2 separate regions of the Capsicum annuum genome follow, and region 2 is linked to region 1. The links are chromatin contacts, called in public Hi-C maps. All regions are on one chromosome and are shown on one strand. The core of a region is the stretch at or near the end of the contact, and the rest is flanking DNA. Distances in the headings are between cores, read along the strand shown. Region 1 holds the start of LOC107852196 (VAN3-binding protein). Region 2 holds the start of LOC107864176.

The links. A called contact is a pair of places that touch in the nucleus more often than the background predicts.
Region 2: a contact with region 1 is called in a Hi-C map of leaf, with 2.0 times the contacts expected there. The contact joins the promoter of LOC107864176 here to the promoter of LOC107852196 in region 1. A contact is called at or near these places in 4 of 5 Hi-C or Micro-C datasets (bud, leaf and placenta).

What each region holds. Positions count from the first base shown.
Region 1 is chr3:20,809,817-20,817,485 of UCD10Xv1.1, forward strand. It overlaps LOC107852196 (VAN3-binding protein), which reads left to right and starts at 1,771. Exons shown (of 7, transcript XM_016697253.2): 1 at 1,771-2,282; 2 at 3,135-3,245; 3 at 4,206-4,644; 4 at 4,812-5,027; 5 at 5,170-5,219; 6 at 5,417-5,474; 7 at 5,682-6,122. The coding sequence starts at 1,947. The coding sequence ends at 5,896.
Region 2 is chr3:21,244,176-21,251,908 of UCD10Xv1.1, forward strand. LOC107864176 reads right to left here and starts at 2,367. Exons shown (of 6, transcript XM_016710464.2): 1 at 2,016-2,367; 2 at 879-1,034. The coding sequence starts at 2,121.

The DNA of each region.
Region 1 (7,669 bases), core at 521-3,020:
CAAAGGGAGGGTGCTAACCTTGACAGTCACATGGGTGTCCTGAAGAGTAATGGAAGTCTCATTGATGGAGAGGGAGTCATCTTTCCACATAAGAATTATACCACTAGAATTACTTATAACACTAGACTGAGGGTGGCAAAAAAAACCCAGCTTCTCCATGAGACTATGATGGGTCTGATATTCTGGTTTCTAACAGGGCCAAGATGTAGGTTGATGAATACTAATCAAAGACTTACAATATTTCCTAAATTCGGCAGTGTTTGCTTCTCCCTGCCCCAATATTTCATACTATACAATTCTGCATCATTTGGTTGGGGATGGGGAGTGTTTCTCATCACAGCCTTGTTTTTCTTTATTAGATTGGATGAGCCTGTTATTTCTCGATTCTTCCTCTTTTTGGAGAGTGGGGTTAGCTTAGCTATGAAGTGTTCCCATAGAGTAAGGCTTACAAGATTTAGCATGATAGCTAACTTTGTCAGCTCCTGACATAAGAGGACAATAACCATATCGTGGATAAGATTTGTAAACTCTAGGCTTGCAGATTTACCAGGGTGAGCATATCTGTTTTGGGAATTCTTATTTGAGCAAGTATGCTCTCCATTTTTCGATTGCTCTCCCTCAATGATTTCAGAGTCTTGTCTCTTTCTAATATTTCCTGATAGAGAGGGGTAGGTTGAGAGACTCAGACTGGTGGTAAGCTCACTAGGATCTGGTTTCCTCTATAAAGATTCACAAAAAGTGGTCCCTAAGCTAGAATAGCAGGATTGATATAATTAGTCCAAAGTTCAACTGTGAGATAATTTTCTAATTGTGTACAAATTAGTGACATTTACATAAAATTTAGCTATATTAACCTTTTCTAAAGCCCTTTTCATTTTCATCACATCAAAGCTTCAAATTGGAAAAAAAAATCATTCAAATTTGTCTAGCTTCATACAATACATATATTACGTACTTCCTCAGTCCAACAATACTATATAATAAGTATAATTTTATTATACCATCTTTTAAAAATAATAAATTTAATATTTTTAAAAATATATTAAATAATAAATAATATTTAACAGCAAGATTATAATAGATATAAATGAGTAAGTTAACCATTGACTTTCTGAACAAGTATTGTCACATATATTAAATTCTTATTTTATCAATCTCATTTTAGTATAAATTAGGCAAAACACTAAATAAGTAATCAAATATTCTCTTCGTTTCATAATAAATGAATTGTTAAATTTTGACATACATATTAAGGAAAAAATTTTAAAGAAATAAATTAACACAACTTTTTATTTTTACCCCAAAAAAAGGAAAAACTGACCTTGTAATTCATTTCAAAAGTTTATTGGTTGTTAAAACGTAAGGACAAATTTGGAAAAAGATTTAATGATTCACTTATTTTGAAACACCAATAAATATCCCAATAATTCACTTATTCCGGAGGGAGTAATAAGTAGGTGATTGGCCATGAATTTTTTTTTAATGAAAAAAATAAAAACAGTAGTGTTTGATCATTATTTTATTTTAGTAAAAATTATTTTAGTGAAAACAAGTTTGTTTTTACTTTTATTTTTCTAATAAAATTTCAAAAACAACTACTCTAACATATACTCTATGACTAAATACAACACTAATTTTAATTTTAACAAACCAACTTCAACTCTCAAAAAAATATTATATGATCAAACGGATCTAAGTAGAGTATAAATCTCAAGATTACAATAATCTCAATTAATATATATACCCAAATCCTAAAATGGAGTAAAATATATCACTGACAATTCATCTACACTTTTTGTCTCTCTCTCACACACACATAGTGTCACTGTTCCACCTTCACTTTCTCATTCCTTTGATCTATAAAGCATCAAAAACTCTCCCACTCCCAACACAAACAACACCAACTACTCCCTCTCCCCACTTCCTTTCCATTTTCACTGTTAAAAATGGAGCAAGTACAGCCAATGTACAGGCCAAGACCACCAGAAACACCAAAAGAACCCATGGAATTTCTTTCACGTTCTTGGAGTTTATCTGCTTTTGAAGTGTCTAAAGCTTTAACTCCTTCACAAGTTGTTTTACCGAAATCTGTTTTTATTACCGGTGCTCCTAGTGGTAGTGGTAGTTGTAATGGTAGTGGCACTATACACGAAGAGGAAGAAGAAGATGTTGTTGGTGTTGAGTTAGATGAATCTTCTGCTGCCATTGTTTCTGGAAACCCTTTTTCATTTGCTTCTTCAGAAACTTCTCAACTTATTATGGAACGCATTATGTCTGTTTCTGTAAGTATCCTTGTTTTGACAATAATTAGTCAACTTATGCCCTTTTTGTTTGTTTATATCTGTTTTTTAAGTTAAACCCAATTTTTATTTTTGGAGTTTTACGGTGGGTTTTCTTTATTTTGAGTGGAGGATCGAAAATACACCTAAAAGTATTTTAATTTTTTGAGTTTCGTAACTGAGTTATCACTGTATTTATCAAAACAAAACTAAATCATTAGTTCACTTTTTTCTATCTGAAAATTTTGGTATAAAACTCACACAAATGATTACTAGGTGTGTAACGCTAAATATTTATTGAATAGTTCTAAGTAAGAAACTCATAAATTTCATACTAGTTTAGATATGAAACTTCAGTTAAATTGGAATATTTAAGTGTTTTTTTTTATCTTTTTACTTTTTTTTTTTTGGATTTATGGGAAAACCAAAGAGTTTTCTGATAGGAGCTGAGTTAAGGGGACATTTATGGTGACACAACTGTTGCTTTATGATTTCTTGAAAACATCAAAAACAAGTGTGTATTCAATTTTTATATGCTTTTGCAGAGCTACTACTGTTTTTACTCTCTCTGGGTTTTTCTTTCATTATTTAATTAATCAAAATCCACTACCTAAAACAAGTGTACTATAGTTATTTCTTTTCTCCTCTTTCTGGGCTGCTATACAAAAATTCTTCAATGATCTCCCTTTTCTTTATTTTTTTAGTATCTATTACTTTATTGGTATATCCAAAACAACCTTTTTTTTTTTTTTGAGCTAGAGGTGGATAAAGATAAAGGTCTACGTACACTCTACCGGCCATGTTGTTGTTTATTATTTTATTGATTGATTTTGTGTATTGTGTGGTGTACAGCAGGATGTTTCACCACGCACATCTGGGCGCCTATCACACAGTAGTGGACCTTTAAATGGTGGCTCTCTTACAGACAGTCCTCCAGTTTCTCCTTCTGAAATGGATGATTCTAAGGTTTTTGTTCTATGTCTTCTCTCTTTCTACTAATGTTGTTTGTAACATGTTGTACTTAACATATGGCCCAAATGGTTCTTTTTTTTAATTTTTTTTGGGTGTTGAGTTTTTTTTCCTTTCTTTTTTGCCTGATACAAAGCACAAGTTCTGATATAGCTGAGTGAAGCTCAGTCTTATGAGAGACAATATATCAGCTTTCTCTTTATCCAATACCCCCCACCCTCCCTCACCAACCCCCACTTGCAGCTCATGCCTAAGGTAGTACCGAAATGATGCTTTTCTTTGCTGTGTGTACAAATCAAAAGTCTTGAATCACTTGTTTAGTAAGATTTCACTTTTCTTCTTTGGTTTTTAAATTCAAGAATTGTGGGAAATTTAACTTTTTTGGCTTTTTATGACAGTAGTTGTTTAGTTGGTATGTTGGGAGAGGTAAAATTTTTAACTGGGATGAAAAATTCTCTGTACATGATTGGCTTTAAGATGATAAGTAGTGGGCAAAGCGGGATAGTGTATTCACTGTGATCTCTTCTGTATAGTACAGAAAAAAGATATTGATACCCCTTTAGTTTTGTGTGTTAGTACTGAGTGTGTAAATTACCAATTTGTCCTTTGCTTTGGATGTCAATATTGGGTAAAATCAGAATTTTGATTCTTGTTGGGGGTTATGGTGGTGGTGGGGGGTGTTGGTGGTGGTGTAGAGGCACTTATTTGATAGCCAAGAAAAAAATGGTCCAATTTTCTTGTGGGGGTATTAATCAATTTTGAGATTTAATGCTGTCACAAGGTGGTTTGGTTCATTAATTTTTGCTTTTAGGTACCTTTCAAGAACGTAGGTAATTTATATTGGCTCTATCTTTTGCTGAAATAGTGTGGTGACACCATTTTGATTTGTTTTGGAGACTTTGTATAACTGATTTTACTGTTTCAATGGATGCTGACATATAGTTTTGTCATCTTCAGTACAGTCGTCTGAACAACGTACCAGTTAATAATCAGTACAGGAGCAGTGCTGCTGCTACTAGCTCGGCTGTTACTGGTGGGGGTGGTGGAGGCGGGAAAACGGTGGGTAGGTGGTTGAAGGATAGGAGGGAGAAGAAGAAAGAGGAGATGAGGGCACATAATGCACAGCTTCATGCTGCTGTGTCGGTTGCAGGAGTTGCTGCTGCAGTTGCTGCTATTGCTGCAGCCACTGCAGCCTCATCTGGTAGCGGAAAGGACGAGCAGATGGCAAAAACTGATATGGCTGTGGCTTCTGCTGCAACCTTGGTAGCAGCACAGTGTGTTGAAGCTGCTGAGGCTATGGGAGCTGAACGCGAGCACCTTGCATCGGTTGTTAGTTCTGCTGTGAATGTCCGATCAGCAGGGGATATTATGACATTAACTGCAGCTGCAGCTACTGGTACACTTCTGAATTGCTCAATTATGTCAAAAGTTGCCTCTAATTTGGTATGGTATAGGGAACTTAATAATATTCTGCTGTTAGTATGGTATTTAAGTCTGGTAGGTGATGGATTTGATTTGAGTTATATATGTATATTCTTTAATTTATGCGGTATTGTTTTGTAGCTCTCCGTGGTGCGGCTACATTAAAGGCTAGAACATTGAAGGAAGTATGGAACATAGCAGCTGTAATTCCTGTTGATAAAGGGATGGGAAGTGGCAATGGTGGTGGTAGCAATGGTAGTTCTAGCGGTGAGCTAATTCCCGAAGAGAATTTTCTTGGAATTTGCAGTAGAGAATTGCTTGCAAGAGGTGGTGAGCTCCTAAAGCGTACTCGCAAAGGTACATAATTAAGATCCTGATTATTCAAAATTATAATCTGTAAGCCATGAATTATTCACAGTACTATATTATGGTTTTCTTGAAGATATTTTTTTTTTCTTTTTCACGTTTTTAATAGTTCTTTGTCTAATACTTAATGCAGGTGACCTTCACTGGAAGATAGTGTCTGTGTATATTAATAGGACTGGTCAGGTAGGCTTACTTTTTCAATAATTGCATAATCAATAGTCTTAAGTTCAAATAGTATTCTTTGGGACTATGATTCTATGATCATAGTAGAAACTTCTTGGTGAAATTGATGATGAAAAGTTAAAGTTAGTGTATAATCGAAACAAAAGAATCTACTTTCTTACTGCAGATTTTTAACTTGGAGGTTTCTTTTGTTGCAGGTGATGCTGAAAATGAAGAGTAGGCATGTTGCTGGGACCATCACAAAAAAGAAAAAGAGTAAGTTTTTGCTTAGCTTTTTGTCTCTCTTCCTCTCAATAATGATGTGAACACAATTGGATTGTTGGTCTTTCTTTTGTATTTTTGGGGATTTGAGAAAGCAAGAATTTCACAACTTTGATCTGATAAAAAAGATAAAGTTGTCATCTTTATTAGTAGAGTAGTGTTCTTTAGCCTTTCTTTTTCCAACTTGTTTTTTTTTTGTAGATGTGGTGCTTGAAGTCATGAAGGATATTCCGGCCTGGCCGGGGCGCCACTTGCTTCCGGGCAGTGACAACTTCCGGTACTTCGCGTTGAAGACTGTTCTACGAGGGGTCGTTGAGTTCGAATGCAGAGATCAGAGGGAGTATGATCTATGGACTCAAGGTGTTTCAAGGTTGCTAAGTATTGCTGCAGAAAAAAATAGTAGACATAGACTTTGATGGTATATTTTTTTTAGTACAATGGGGTGGTAGAAACTTGCATAATGAGTAAAGTTTGATGTAGGGGATTATGTCTTTGCCCCTTTTGATGGTATTTTTGACTAACCAAGTGGCTATGATATTGGTGGGGTGTTCTTTGGATTTTTTTACTTGTGGAAGTATTTCTATTGTAAAAAATGAAATTAAAGTACTATAAGCTATATCCAAATGGGTCCTACTTATGTCATTTTAGGCTTTTGTTATAGTTTTTGTTGTTTCATTTGTTAAGGATAAAGTAAAGTGAACCCAAGCAAAGTTAGAAAACCATGTGATCCATGTCCTTTATTCTTTTATTTTGTGGGGAAAAGGAAAGTGGTATCTTGGACTGAGGCACAGTCAAAGTGAGAAGATCCAATTTTTGAGTATAATATATACTAATATAGTGGGAGATAAAGACATATCTATGATTATATGGCACTTAATCAAATATTTGGACAAGCTTTTATACCTTTGTTTGTAAGTGAAGCTCTTATCAAGGTTTCTTTTTAGATACATGTACACTTTGATTTTGTCTTTGATCTATGCTAATTTCTTTTGTTTCCATTTGTTTCTTTTGTTTCCATTTGAAGGCCCAACTTTAGTAGCAATAATATATCTTACTCTTTTTTTTATCCCATTTCGTCGTATAAATTAGGTATGTGCATCGGTCGGTTCGGTTTGATTTTAAATATTATTAATTTGTATTATCAATTTTTAGTTTTTAAATATACTAAACTAATAACCAAACCAATAAAATATTTCTTATTGACTTTTAGTCCTTTAAGGGTTCGATTTTTGGTTTAATTAATAAGAAAATACTCATAAAATAAAGGATAAATTACACAAATTCCATACTTAAGAGACTATATTACCCAATGTCACTTACTTAATAAAAATTTACATAAAGTTTAGATTTTCAACTTTACTTTGATACATATTAACAAAACTCCACATCCTATTTTTACATCACTAACTCATTCAAGCTATTTTTTTTCAAAGATTTCCTTTGTTAAAATCTCTCCCTAATTATCATCAATTAAATCATCTTCCTTCCAGATTTTTTTCTCCTCCTTTTAACGCATGCAACTATTTTTTTTTTCCAAAATTTCCTCTCCTAAAATCTCTCCCAATTTTGTTTTTAAAAATCGATTGATACATATATAAATTTATTTAGTTATTCATTCATGTTTATTCTTTCAATGATGATTCATATGAATGATAAATATGATATCATTATATGAGTATTATGGTGATTCATACGATAGATACAATTTGTATGATTTTAATGAGTGATACATATGATATTAAAGGGTGATACATATGGTATTATGGTGATTCATACGGTAGATACAATTTTATTCCAATTATTGGGTAATTCATATGATATGAACAGGTGATACATATATGGGTATTATGGTGATTTATAAGATGAATACAGTTTGTATGATTTTAATGGGTGATACATATGATATTAATGGGTGATACATCTGGTATTATGGTGATTCATATGGTAGATACAATTATTTATTTCAATTATTGGGTGATTCATATGATATTAATAGGTGATACATATGGTATTATGGTGATTCATATGGTAGATACAGTTATTTATTCCAATTATTGGGTGATTTATATGTTATTAATGAATGATACATTTTGTTCACGGTATCTAAAAACGGAGTAGTTATTTCCATCACCGGAGCTCACTATTCCGGTGAACCAACGCTGGTCCACCATTTCAAATGTATCACTTTC
Region 2 (7,733 bases), core at 1,117-3,616, 430 kb after region 1:
ACTACCCTCCCTAGACCCCATTTGTGGGATTTATACTAGGCATGTCGTTATTGTTTGTTGTGTCGCTTTTGACACAACATGTACGAACTTTCACTATCACAAAAGTGCATCTCTGCCCTTGAAAATCAAATACTTCAGCAATAACATGAGAAGAAAGAAACAAATGAATGAAATGAAAACAAGAACTTCATCCAACATATCTAAAACATCCATTAGTTTTATATCTTAATTTGATCTTTTGCTCGTGACGGATAATATTAATAACTGTAAGTTTTGAACAGAATTCTGCCACGAAAAGTTTTGATCAATCCAGGTAAAATTCACATATTGAACATCTTCTTTTCAAATCACTCTTCAAACATAGCAAATCAGAGTCTTACTATGTGCAAATAGGTTTTAAAATGATGATAAGAACATTCACAAATAAAATAGAACCAAAAAAGCAGACGAAAATTCGTCTACTCATTTGAAGAGGCTATAAAAGAACAAAGATCCAATAGAGGAAACACCAGAGTTGATTATACTAAGAACTTTACCCATATATTTTACACTTCCAGTGTATATTCCAGCATGTTATACCAGCTCGTTTACCTTACTTTTGGTAACTAATCCGCACTTATAACAAGTGATTACATCATATAAATATATAGAGAAATCAACTATTCCCTCTGTCGCAATTTATGTAGCACATTTGAAATTTTGAAACTCTGAAATGAATTAGAACACATAAGCTATAAGTTTTCTGAAATAAAATATAACAAAAACTTGATCGACTCTTGAAATTTCAACTATGACACCAATTTTGCCCAATACGAAACTCAATGACTCCAATTATTATTATATATTAACTTGAGGTCGGTATAGGGATGAGGACTTACAATTGGGAATTACACAAGGAAGAAACTTGAAAAAATGATCATTTTCTGAACGAGTTTGTCTCCAGCCAGCATCACATTCACAAGCAAAACCAAAAGTAGAATTTGAAGAAGCCTTGCAACTTCCTTTTCCACAATTCACTGCTTTACACGCATTCTCTGTTTAAAAAAAATATAAAAGAATCAGTAAATAAACATCAAGATCGAATCTTTAGTGAAACCCAAATCAATGAATCAAACAACAACAATAACAATAATGAAATGCCACAAGTGAAATATACGCAGACGTTACCCCTACCTCGTGGAGGTAGAGAGGTTGTGATCCTCGGCTTGAGTATAACAAATCAAAGTAGACATGAAAAGGAAAAACGACACGAAAAAATATAGCAACTACTACTAATACTAACAACAACACCCATGAAATGAGAGTAGAGTACGTGGACCTTACCCCTACCTCGTAGAGGTAGAAAAGTTGTGATCCTCGGTTCGAGTACAATAAATCAAAGTAGATATGAAAAGAAAAAACGACATGAAAAAATATAGCAACTACTACTACTACTACCCGTGAAATGAGAGTAGAGTACGTGGACCTTACCCCTACCTCGTAGGGGTAGAGAGGTTGTGATCCTCGGTTGGTTCGAGTACAACAAATCAAAGTAGATATGAAAAGAAAAAACGACATGAAAAAATATAGCAACTACTACTACTACAAACAACAACACCTGTGAAATGAGAGTAGAATACGTGGACCTTACCCCTACCTCGTAGAGGTAGAAAAGTTGTGATCCTCGGTTTGAGTACAATAAATCAAAGTAGATATGAAAAGAAAAAACGACATGAAAAAAGATAGCAACTACTACTCGGTTTCGAGTGTACGTGGACCTTATCCCTACTGAGATAGAGAGTTTATTTCCGGAGGACCTCAATTCGAGTACAATATATCAAAGTAGATATGAAAAGGAAAAGCGACAGTGAAAACAACATAGCAACTAATAAGAAAACAGTAACAACAACAATAGCAAAATCAATGAATCAAACAAAAAGGAAAATTAAGAACATCCCAGTTGATAAAATAAAAAGAATTCACCAAAAATACTGAGTTAGGGGTCAAAATTAGATAGGAAAAAAATAAGGAATTACCAAAGATAGGGGAGAGGAAAGGAGGCATAGCAATGTCTGCAGTGGACCATATTGGAAGAAGAAGAACAATAATGGATAGAATTGACATGATATGAATTGAAGCCATAGCTGATCAAGAATAATCAGCTAGAAGTGAATAAACAATAAGAATTTTGATGAATTTTTCTGTGAGTTTTTAGGGGGTATTAAATGGGTGTATATGGAAGTTTTTTTTTTTTATCTTTTGTCAAATGGAAGTTTCTGAAGACGTAGGAAGTTAGAAAACTAATAAATAACATGGTCATGGGTGGAAGGCTATGACTTATGAGAGATATAACTGATACGCGGAGCCTTAAATTTGGCGGAGAAAATCCCCCAAAATTTAATAGTATGTCATTCATAATATTTAGCGAAATAATACTTCCTCCGTTTTAGAATAAATAAATTATTAAGGTATTTATTGATATTTTAAAATAAATAAATTATTAAAAAAAAATTCAAAATTACCCTTATGATTTGACAAGCAAAAGACACTACAAATTTTATTTTTTTTTTAGTAAAAGAGATTTCAAGGGTAAAAATAAAAATTTATGTTAAATTTATGTTTTTGATGCTTTTTTCTTAATCTTGTGCTAAAATTCAACAATTCATTTATTTTGAAACAGAGTGAGTATATAAATATAATATAATATTATATATTTTTTATATATGATATACTAATTTTTTTAGTAAAATATGTGTGAACCGGATGATGGCTCCGCCTATTCAATAAAATTAGGTCTTGAATCTAACTCACACTCGACTCCAAAAGTAAGTTAATGCAGGAAAGATTGTCTAAATTCAAGAGCAATTACCTAGTTTTTTTTTCGATTTAGGTTTTTTAATACTCTCCTAGACATTCATGCTTCGTTAACTGAATCGTGAACAATATAAAATGAGAATTTAACATCGGTGAATGAAGAACTGGAATGGGCTCAACTCTCATACCATGTAAAATTAGGTTTTGAACCTAACTCACATTCCAAAAATTATCTCATGAGGAGAGGATTGAACCTAACTCACATTCCAAAAGTTATCTCACGAGGAGAGGATTGAACCTAACTCATATTCCAAAAGTTATCTCACGAGAAGAGAATTGATCGAGTCTATATAAAGAAACCAATTACACGATACTTTTTCGATGTGAGACTCTTAACACGTGCTATGAATTAAGCTTTTGACTTATTTTTTCATTCTCCAATCAAGTTTTTGACTATTATTGAGAAAACTGGGTTAGTTGGCAGTTGGGGCTATGGTTGTCTTGGATTTCTCCTAATTTATTTTAAAGGTTATAACTTCCGTACTTCGATACCTGACTCGCCTTTTGACTTGGTATTCCTTTCTATCGTTTGATTATCGGGATGGGATGAAATAGGTAAAATTACATATTTATAAATAGCTAATTTTAGTATAAAATAATGTTCGAAATCAATTATCACATAATCAAAGGAGGGATAAAATAATTTTATATTTATATTTTAAGATTGTTATTCTTTATCTCATCAATCAAACGATACCGCCTAAGGTTATGCTGCTACTAATTAGGACGCCTCTTCTTTTTGTTTTAAAAATTTTAAGTGAAAATTACTCTTCGATTTATTTTGTTTGTGAATAGTTTAACTTGGACATAAAATATTAAAAGGAATAATTAATTTTGAGATTAATTTAAAAATGAATTTATCCCATGTTTGCTTGAAATAAAATCACGAGATAACTTATCTGGACATTAGTTGTCCAGGATTGTAATTTTATAAATCATCCTAAGATAACTTGTTTCCCAATTAAACGAGCGATTATTTTAGATCTAGCTTCGAACATAAGGGACTGTTTTTGTAATTTCTGGTCTTTGTACTTGTGAATTGTGATACGTTGTTCACTTAACTGTTTTTTATAGGAAGAATTTCGGAGAATTCAATGTACCTTTTAACTTATGTAATTATAAATTCTTGCAGGCATCCATAGTACTTGCAAGATTTTAATTTGGATGTGATTCTTGTGTACTCGCTCTGTTTTATCTTAATTGGCCTCTTTCTAAAAATATTTATTTTAATTTAGTTGTTTTTTTAATGAAATTAAGATAATTTTATTTTGTTCGTTCAATACTACTCTCAATATTAGATGATTAAATAAAGTGTGATTATTTGAATTTATATTTTCAAAGAATAATTAATAAGGTTAATTCGGTAAAATAAATTCCTAATAAATATTTTCTTAAGGAGAGTGTCAAGTAAAAAAAGATCAATTATTTTAAAACGGATAAAGTATATTGGAAGAATATTAAATTTGAACAAATTTTATGCCTATCACATGCGTATACCGACCAATTCGTTAAGCTCTACCGAAGCAAATAAATGTATATTGACTTTTTTAAGTGTGTGATAAGAATTAGTAGCCCTTTGGCAACTAGAAACTTTGGTTATTGAAAAAAACACTATGGCGAATTTTCTATCGTTTAATGCGCTGACAGTAGGAACGGAGGATTAGTCTCACGATTGCTGCTGTGGGGATATCTTGGGAAACCAAAAAAAAAAAAAAACTAGTGTTTTTCACTTTATTCCACTTTATTTCGAAAAATTACTCCACCGTGTGTATATTTTTTTTGTGATTGGTGAAGTATTATCATGTGTATCAATAAGAGTTGTGGCAGACTGATAAGTACTTTTTCATTTTTAGTTAGAAATTTTAGGTTTAAATCTTTTTGAGTACGAAATCGTCTTTGTTAGAAAGTGTTTTACCTCTAATATGGGATTTGCTGACTTATATCTATTTATTATCATATAAATAAAAAATTAGCTATTTTATGAAATAGTAAACAAATAAAAGTGAACGTATTCAATGCATGATTCCATAACATTGCTAGCTCAAAGTACATTGAAGATTTTTACAATATCTTTTTCCCCATAATAGTCATTAATGAAAGGTAGCAATGTGTTAGCAATTCATAGATTAGGTAGAGGTAGCTGAAATATTTGTTACCATATGGTGGGCACTATTTGACTTTTTAAGTTTTTGATTCATACACATAAATACCTTTTCATGCATAATCTTTAGCCAAGTACTCCATAAGGACATTTAATTAAGTAGCTTCCCCCACTTTCATTTTCACACTATCACCAGGGTCATAATTCGATTGAATTCAGTAATTTTGATTTATATATTTTATTTATATTAATAATTTTATTGAAATTATATAAATTATCAACCTATAATTCAATAATTATAAAAGATTAAAATCTCGAACCTACAGAATTTAAATGGCTTCGTCTCCTCACGTCACCATTCATTTTTATACTCTTGTATTTTCAAGTGTCACACTTTCTTTTAGCATTTTTTTTTTTATAATTGTCACCTTTTTTTATTTAAAGATAATTAATAATTTAACATTAAATTCTAAATTCACTCTTAATGAGATGATTTAGAACTATTCAAAGATCTAAAACTTATTTTTAGCCACAATTTTTGAAAGATGCCCTCTATTTCTTAAATTTTGTACTCAATTAAACGATATAACTTACTGCCCCTATTGAAAAAATAATTTTGATGTATCTCATAAAGACAGTATTCAAAACTTTTTCTCTAATGAGTTCATGCTATTAAAGTCTTATTTATAATCTTTAACTATAGTATTTATTTTAATTGAATGTCTAAACTCTATTACAATTTCTACCATTAATTTTTGACAAATAACATGACCTTGAATTGTCATTAATTAATTCATAGCATAACACTTTATTGCAATTGATTTCATTGGAGCATACATTGGAGTTTCTTGAAACATTCTCATGAAATAGTCTTTCTTTCATCTATATATGTTCTAGTTTTTTTTCCTTTGGAAAAAAATATCTCTAGGATAAATTTTTCTTCTATATATATATTATGCTGAATTTTCTTCTTTTTTTTTTCTAATTCAATTTTTGCTTATTTATTATTAGTTCCTATGTTCCTAATTTCAGACTAGGAAAATTTGTTGAGTTATTAGGAATATAATTAATTAGACTGCATAAAATATCTTTCACACTACAATATTGTTGGAAGAAAAGGTTCAGATAGAAAGAATAAGGTTGATATGCTCACTAGAAGATTCAGTTACGAGGAGTAATAAACTTGGAAGCTCGTAACGTATGTGGATAATAATGTAAATAATATCTTGTACATTTCTAGTTTTGGGGATATAGTTGTGTTGTGTTTGATTAAATTGGTCCAAAAATATTCTTAATATGATGGTGGAGACGGATATCTATGATAAATGAAGTAATAATAATAGTTAATGATAGTGATGAATAATAACGGTTATTCGCGAGATATAATGGTGGTTGATAGTGATGATTGTCTGTATTAATAGATGTTGGTGGTAAAAATAATTAATGGTGAATGTCAGAGGACTCATTATTGTAAGGCATAAGAGGGAGATTATAAGCGTATATTGTAATATCGATTTTTGACGAAATGAAAAGGCACATATGGTAGAATTGTAATCATAAAATTCGGTCTTAATTGAATATGCATACAATTGTCTCATAGACTGTGAGGAAAAATAATAACTAATGATAGTGATGATTGAATGTGATGATCAATGGTAGTGATAGTTATAAATAAAACGATAGTTATGATGGTAGTTGATAATGGTGTGCAACATCGACAATTAGCGATGAAGATTTTCATTAAAATCGTCGAATAAATATCGTAATGATACTAAAACATCGTTATATATCTTAGTTATTTAGATCTATTTGAATCTAATAAGTGGTTAAAAAATAAAAGACAAAATAAATTTACTAAGCAATGAAAATTTGAATAATTAAAATCCAGAACTAAAAAAAGGAGACTTAATAACTAAAATTAATCCTTTCGTTGAGTGCAAATAAATAAGGCCTAATTCACTCCATTTTGTCTTGCACAATAAAAGGAAATTGGATAGTTTTTGAAGCTCCAAGTCACATGAAGCTAATTAATAAAAGGACAAGTTACATACTCGATCAAAATAATTACATTCGTGAGTCAAATATATTATCATTCATATATATATATATATAAGATAATGTCAATACTCGTTAATGGACTTTTGAAGTAAACTCGTGCTCACATTAATTATAAATATGGTCAAGGGATTTTTTAAGACACTTAATTAGACAAAATGATTATGCTTCTTACTTCTTAGTACACCAAGTCTAATTCCTTCAACATTCTAGATGTATTTTTTTCTCCTTTGAATAAGTAAAATCAGTGCATTTTCCATACCTATGCAAGTCTCTGTACGCTAGATGACTGAGACTGCATTTTATTTCGAACAATATATTCAGCAACAAGTCTTCATTAAAAAACTAAAAAAAAAAAATCTTCATTATAAATTTATAAATAGAAAATTCAGGTTTTGTTAAGATGCGTACCTACTAATACTAATTTACTCTAGTAGTTGTCTATCAGTGAAACAAGTATGTTAACGTGGTTCACTTGAGTGGAGTAAATAAAGAGAGAGTGTTTTTAGGTGGAAAATACCCGACTCAAAAAGGTATAAAAAACCACGACCTGTATCTCTACAGGATTTAACCCCTTTTTCACTAAAACTCTTGAGCTCAACAATCAACAAATTACAAAGACTCTTGTAAATTAGGAATTAAACTCTAACTCGTATTTCTACAATAACACAAATCTTAGTGTTCCCAAGTCTTTGAGTTCCCCTACTTGAAGATAATAGTCCTA